Regions from separate parts of the Gasterosteus aculeatus genome. Here region 2 is linked to region 1. Evidence: chromatin contacts called from public Hi-C data. All regions are on one chromosome and are shown on one strand. Each heading gives the region's core, a stretch centred on a gene start, on an enhancer-like site or on the middle of the called end of the contact. The rest is flanking DNA. Distances are from core to core; before and after follow the strand shown.

Region 1 (2,823 bases), core at 175-2,674:
AGCCTCAGTCCTTCCAAGCTCTTCCTTCTTCCCTTCATATTCTTCTCTCAGAGGAACAACATCATGGTTCTTGTGGTCTGCAACAGTGCAGAGCATGCAGACACACATCTGGTCGGTCTTACAGTACACCTCCAGCAGTTTATCGTGCTTCGTACACATCCTGCCTTCCAGGTTCTCCACAGGGTCCATCAACTGATGTTTCTTCAGACCTGACGTAGTCAGATGAGGCTCCAGGTGAGCCTCACAGTAGGAGACCAGACACACCAGGCAGGACTTGAGGGCCTTCACTTTGGTTCCAGTGCAGACGTCACAGGGAACTTCTCCTGGTTGGGCAGCTCGTTGCTCTGAGCTGCTGCTGCTGGCTTTCTGCTGAGCTGACAGTCTGAACTGAGCAGCCATCTCAGAGATGAACGTGTTGACCTGCAGCTCAGGTCTGGTGCAGAAAAGCTTTTTACAGTTGGGACAGTTAGGCGGGGCATTAACGTTCCAGTGGCCGGTGATGCAGGCTTTACAGAAGTTGTGTCCACATGGAATGGTGACTGGATGAGTGAACACGTCCAGACAGATGGAGCACAGGAACTGATCTTCAGTCAGCAGACAGCTGGCAGCAGACATATCGACACTCTGAGGACAAGTGTGGAGAAACAAGACTGTTATTACATATCTTTTGATTATTTGTTTTACAAATTCAAACTATGATTAGTAGAACCTTAACTAATTAATTAATAATAACAAATAACACAACTACTGAGCAGAGAACGTTTATGCTGCTCCCTGATAAAAGAAACTTGTTTCTGCTGGAACCTGAACAGAAAAAAATAATATAAACATAATAATATATGTATACATTTCTAAGTTGAGATTTACAGTAAATAGTTTAACAGTGTAAAGGGAATACTGCTGCTAAAAAGCACCATATGTAAAGTGTGCCAGTGCCCAGCACTGGTTTTTATATTTACAACCACTATGACCGACGGTGGCGCTGAACCAAACTTTTACCCTGAGTGGAACTTCCTGTCTGGACGGAGCTGAAGTCTGAAGTCCAACCAGGAAGTAGGTGTGTGTTAGTTAGCTTAAGCTAATGCTATCTGTGACTGGGTTCTGTCTCTCTTTAACTAAGTTACGTCTTTGTGGTTTGGTTTCTACCTCTGATGTTTTATCTCAAATTACACATTTCTACAACTTAATGTTCTTAATTTGATAAAAGCAGACGTCCAACAGTCAGATTGTGGTCTGAACTAAACTCGGAGCACAAGTTTAGTTCATGTATCTAGTCTTTGTAGAGCAGCGTACTCACCAGAGTTTGTCGCAGATCGTTGATGAAAAGCTAGTGGATTTAGTTGTTTCTTTAGAGAGAAACTCATCTGGACTGCAGCTCTGCGTCACTCACACTAAGTTTACTTTCACATTCTCCTCCCCTCAGGAAGGGAGTGTGGAGAAAGTACTCACATCATTCACAGAAGTAGTTGTATCACTAAAAAATAAAATAAAAGTCATGCATTGAAAACATGCTTTTATACCTGATGTTTCTGGATTAATATTCCTGCTGCATTAATGTGTTTGTTTGTATATATATATTCATATTGACGCCGTTTTCTCTTTGTTTGTGTCCCGCACAACCTCAATAACTGAAAATAGAAGGAAATGGTGAAAGGTTTTTTGAAAACTGATGATGTGATAACTCAAATGTAATTGAAATTTACACAAATTTCCCCTTGGGGATTAATACAGTTTATTACCTATCTATCTAAAAGAATGGACAGTTGGGATTTATATTTCTTTTCATTGTTTGTGATAATTCCTTGCTTAACATATCAACGAAAGAAGCTACTAATGATGGTGTGAGCTACTAACTACGCTGCAGAATTGATCCTCAACCAAACAACTGCCGCACTATGATACGAATGTATTAATCGAAATAAGATAACATAAGATATTTCTTCATTAGTCCACAGTGGGGAAATTTACAGGATCTCTGGCAGAATACAGAATACATCTTATTTCCTTGAATTAAAGGCATACAAATATTTGATTCAAGGGAGTGAAAATGATCCGGACAGGGAATTTACCCCATGAATATATTCCAACCATCTGTATTCATGACCATGATGTATGTAGGTCCATTGTTATTTAGTATTTTTTAGGGAAATATTTTGGAATAATTTATTCAAAATAAATTGTCTACTTTTGAGAAACATAACTTTTTATGAGCAACCCTGTCTTCAGCTTCAGCCTGACTTTGAAATGCTTAATTTGATGCAGTGCATAGATTTTTTCCCGACCAATGGAAGATTTTCTATTAGTCACAAAAAAGGCAGCGTTTAAATCAACGATTTCGAGATTGGATGCTTTTCAGAGAGCAGAGAGCAAATGTAAGCAAGAACATACCGATGAACAACCCTCCATTCTAGCGCCGGGGTGCCAAGCTGCTGCAGGCCAGCTGGTATGAGAAGACCCCGACGGAGCTCCACTCCCCTCAGCATCCACGGGCCTCACTTCAACCAGGTGAGCCCAGCTGAAAGCATTCCTTCACAGGGGGAGGGGGGGTTAGAGATTGAGAGGGGAATGGATGGTAGGGGTCCGTCGTCAAAAGGAGGACCCACCACCCACGAAGCTGCCACGCTCTCTGCTCCTCTGAAGGTCCCGTACCTGCTAATTTGCATCAGTAAACAGGGCAGCCGACAACTTCAAAGTGTCAACACCAATGAGGCCTGAAAAGGGAATGGAGCTGTGTTTAACCATGTGTGCAGGTAAAAGCATCTATCAGCAAGTGTGTTTAGCAATTAATAGTAGTGGAGGTTCAATTGGAAACTTATGTGAATT
Region 2 (2,885 bases), core at 355-2,854, 47 kb before region 1:
GAGGCCCGGGGATCCCCATTCATGGAGGATGATCGACACAGCGGTACCTAGAAGAAAAGGCAGCTGTGATGAGAGAGAGAGGAGAGCGGACCCATGTCCCCTTTGTGCTTCTAACCACCTCCTCTCTTGTCTTCCCCGGCTGTGTCCACACAATAGAGGCTTAACAGGAGCTGTCAGCGTGCAACACTAGTGTGACCACCGTGGGCACCGGGGGGTTAGCCGGGATTGCATTAGCCCCGTGTTTGTATGGCACTGAAAGCCAGACGGCTACAGTTAAACCAAGTTTTGTAGTGCTTTGTAAAGACGGCTTTCAGCGCCTTGTTTACCCGCACTGCACTCCAAAGGGACGGAGAGAGCGGCACGTTGATGAAACGCTGGGGTTTTAAAATGCTTGAAAAACAACAAAAAAGAAATAGGTGTTCAGTGTGGGGGGGGGGGGGGGGGGGGCTCCACTTTGCACCTGAGGTTTGATCAATAAAGTCAAGTGATGACACGTCAATTTGCAGACGCGGTGAGGCCATGAATGGCGGCGCTGAGAGATGGCGGCAGGTGAATTGTTCCGACAGCGGATACAGTGTATCAACGTGCTGCTGTTAAGTGTGCGTTTATCCCCCCCGCTGCCACTCAGTCAGTGTTTTCTTACATTCGGACCTGTATTTAACCAGCGCTCGTGACAGCGATTGTCTTTTGCCATCCCCTATTGTGCTTTTGCTGTCGTGACGATGTAATGTTTATGAGTTAGTGCAGTGCACACACGGCCACAGGCCAGCTGCAGCCATTGCTAGATGCTTGATACATGTAATTAAAACACAAAAGCACATGAGAGCATGAGGTTGCGGATACAAAAGGTGGTGGGCTGGTTTGATCAGATACGGTTGAATCGCTTGGTGATTTTAATTGTTACAAAACAATAACTGGGCAGGTGTCTCAGCAGGAAGGAATTAGGAGAACACGCGTACATGCGAAGGATAATCACAAAAGAGGGACCACCTTGGTTGCTCCGGTTCTAGCTGAACTTTGGGATTTGGCTTATCGTTTCTTTAAAGGGGACATCATTCGAGTCATTTAAATTCATAAAAAGTGACAAATGCCACTCGTGCATGTAAAACATGAATTCAAAAATCCAATTCTATTTTTCAGAGATTTAAGTGTTGTTCCCTCACCATTAGATGGCAGTGATGCATAGCACAGCCCTTTGATCTCCTGGAAGGAGATCTGCTCATTTCTGCCTAAAAAGGCAGATAAAATGTTTGCCTAATCATTGGTGTGTTTGAACCAGTGAGTCAGCACTATTCTAAATATATGTCAATCTCTCTGCCTGCTCCTAATATTCATAAAAAGCTTTTGAAGTCTCACCTGATAATCACAGCGCATGTGTCCTCTTTTGATCCTCACCTGTGATTTTCGACACGGAGGATGAAACAGAGGACTTCAGGCAGGGTTACTGTAAGCGTAGGATCAGATCGCACATTCCGAAGCCGCCAATAAACAAACAAACAAGTCATCGGAAACACATTTGACGGAGAGAATAACTGCCGTAGCCAATTGCACGGCCTGTGGTCTGGCTTTTATCAACACAGATCAGCAGGGGCCTTTGGTCTGCAGTGCACACGTGGATCAAACCAGTGTTATCTGCAGGTATTACTTGCTGTGTTTGTGTTATCTAAGCTTCCAGGGGGCTTTATTGCTGCGAACAGTGAGGCCAGGTGCCCCTATTTATTCAAGATTAGGATTATTTGGATGTTTAAATAAGAGTCTACAGTTTGACTCACTCACAGGGCTCTGAAATTTGTTTTCAACAAATGCACATAACCACACAGCCATTTCTCCAGCGAGCTCTTGAGGTGACCTTTAGGGTCTTGCTGGGGGAAAGTAGATAGTTCTCAGCAGATTGTAACTTCTTATTGTAGTAAAAATATTAGGATGTTAAAAAAATAACATCCACACAAACTTGTTGATTCTACATTTTGTGTAAAATTGAACCAATGAAATTAAGAAATATAGCATATAAACTGAATATAAAAAATTGTTATTGTTGAGTATTAAAGTATAAAAATGCACGCTTACGCTAGAATTAAATTACACTTGAACTATAAATGCATAGTAATAATGGGTGAAGACCGTTTAAAGGCCGGATTGCACGATCAACGCGTATTTCAAGTCACACCACCAGCACACGAACATGTTGCAGAAAGATGCACCACTATCTGGGTCAAATGCAGTTCAACAGGAACCACGTGTTTTAAGAATAGCATGTCCAGACCTAGAACTATGCCAATCGCCTATATGCAAATCATCTGGCAAACATCCTGATATATAGAACTCATGAACAACGGAGGCGTGTTGATCCGAGAGCCTAGAGGGATGGACATCCCTGTGCTCCAATGGGGCTCTCCGAGGGTTCTAAGCAGGAGCCGCCTCCGTCTTAATAACCATATAACCAAATAATCAAAAATGCTCTTAGAGACTATATAATACGAGCGCACTTTGTATTAACCGCCTTTTTTCATGTTGTTAAACTGCCTGAAATAGGTCCGTGCACGTATAACTGCAGCACAGAATTCTCTTGTTGCAAATAAGTACTTGTTTTGCTCGAACGACATTATCATTTCATCTTGTTACAAATGCTCTAATGGACGTTTTTCACTCCCCTGAGCTCTACAGGGGATTTTTGCATTGCATTATTTGGGATGTATGGCCTGCAACTTCAATGTTTTGCTTCAGCTGCTGCAGACCGGTGTTCTCAAGGAATTATCTGTGATAAACGCGTTACCAACAAAGCACCAAACAGCAAACAAACAAGGTTAGCAACGAGATAGTGGAGCATGTAGCAGCCACAGAGACATATACTTTCATTTAGTGGGTAGACTCTGAAAACTAAAAGA

Evidence for each region. Hi-C and Micro-C count contacts between places; a contact is called where the count stands out from the background.
Region 2: a contact with region 1 is called in a Hi-C map of liver, with 4 times the contacts expected there. The contact joins the enhancer-like site here to the promoter of LOC120831295 in region 1. A contact is called at or near these places in 4 of 6 Hi-C or Micro-C datasets (liver, skeletal muscle and tail fin).

What each region holds. Positions count from the first base shown.
Region 1 is chr13:17,562,819-17,565,641 of fGasAcu3.hap1.1, reverse strand. LOC120831295 (E3 ubiquitin-protein ligase TRIM21) reads right to left here and starts at 1,424. Exons shown (of 2, transcript XM_040196667.2): 1 at 1,298-1,424; 2 at 1-624. The coding sequence starts at 615. LOC120831296 (a long non-coding RNA gene) reads left to right here and starts at 2,412. Exons shown (of 2, transcript XR_013452107.1): 1 at 2,412-2,505.
Region 2 is chr13:17,610,075-17,612,959 of fGasAcu3.hap1.1, reverse strand. No RefSeq gene overlaps it. Among protein-coding and RNA genes, the nearest start is that of LOC120831295, 47 kb to the right of the region's middle. Within about 2 kb of position 1,604, at least 1 of the 9 cell types and tissues checked has open chromatin away from gene starts, as enhancers often do. A contact at or near this core is called in liver, where this site is marked.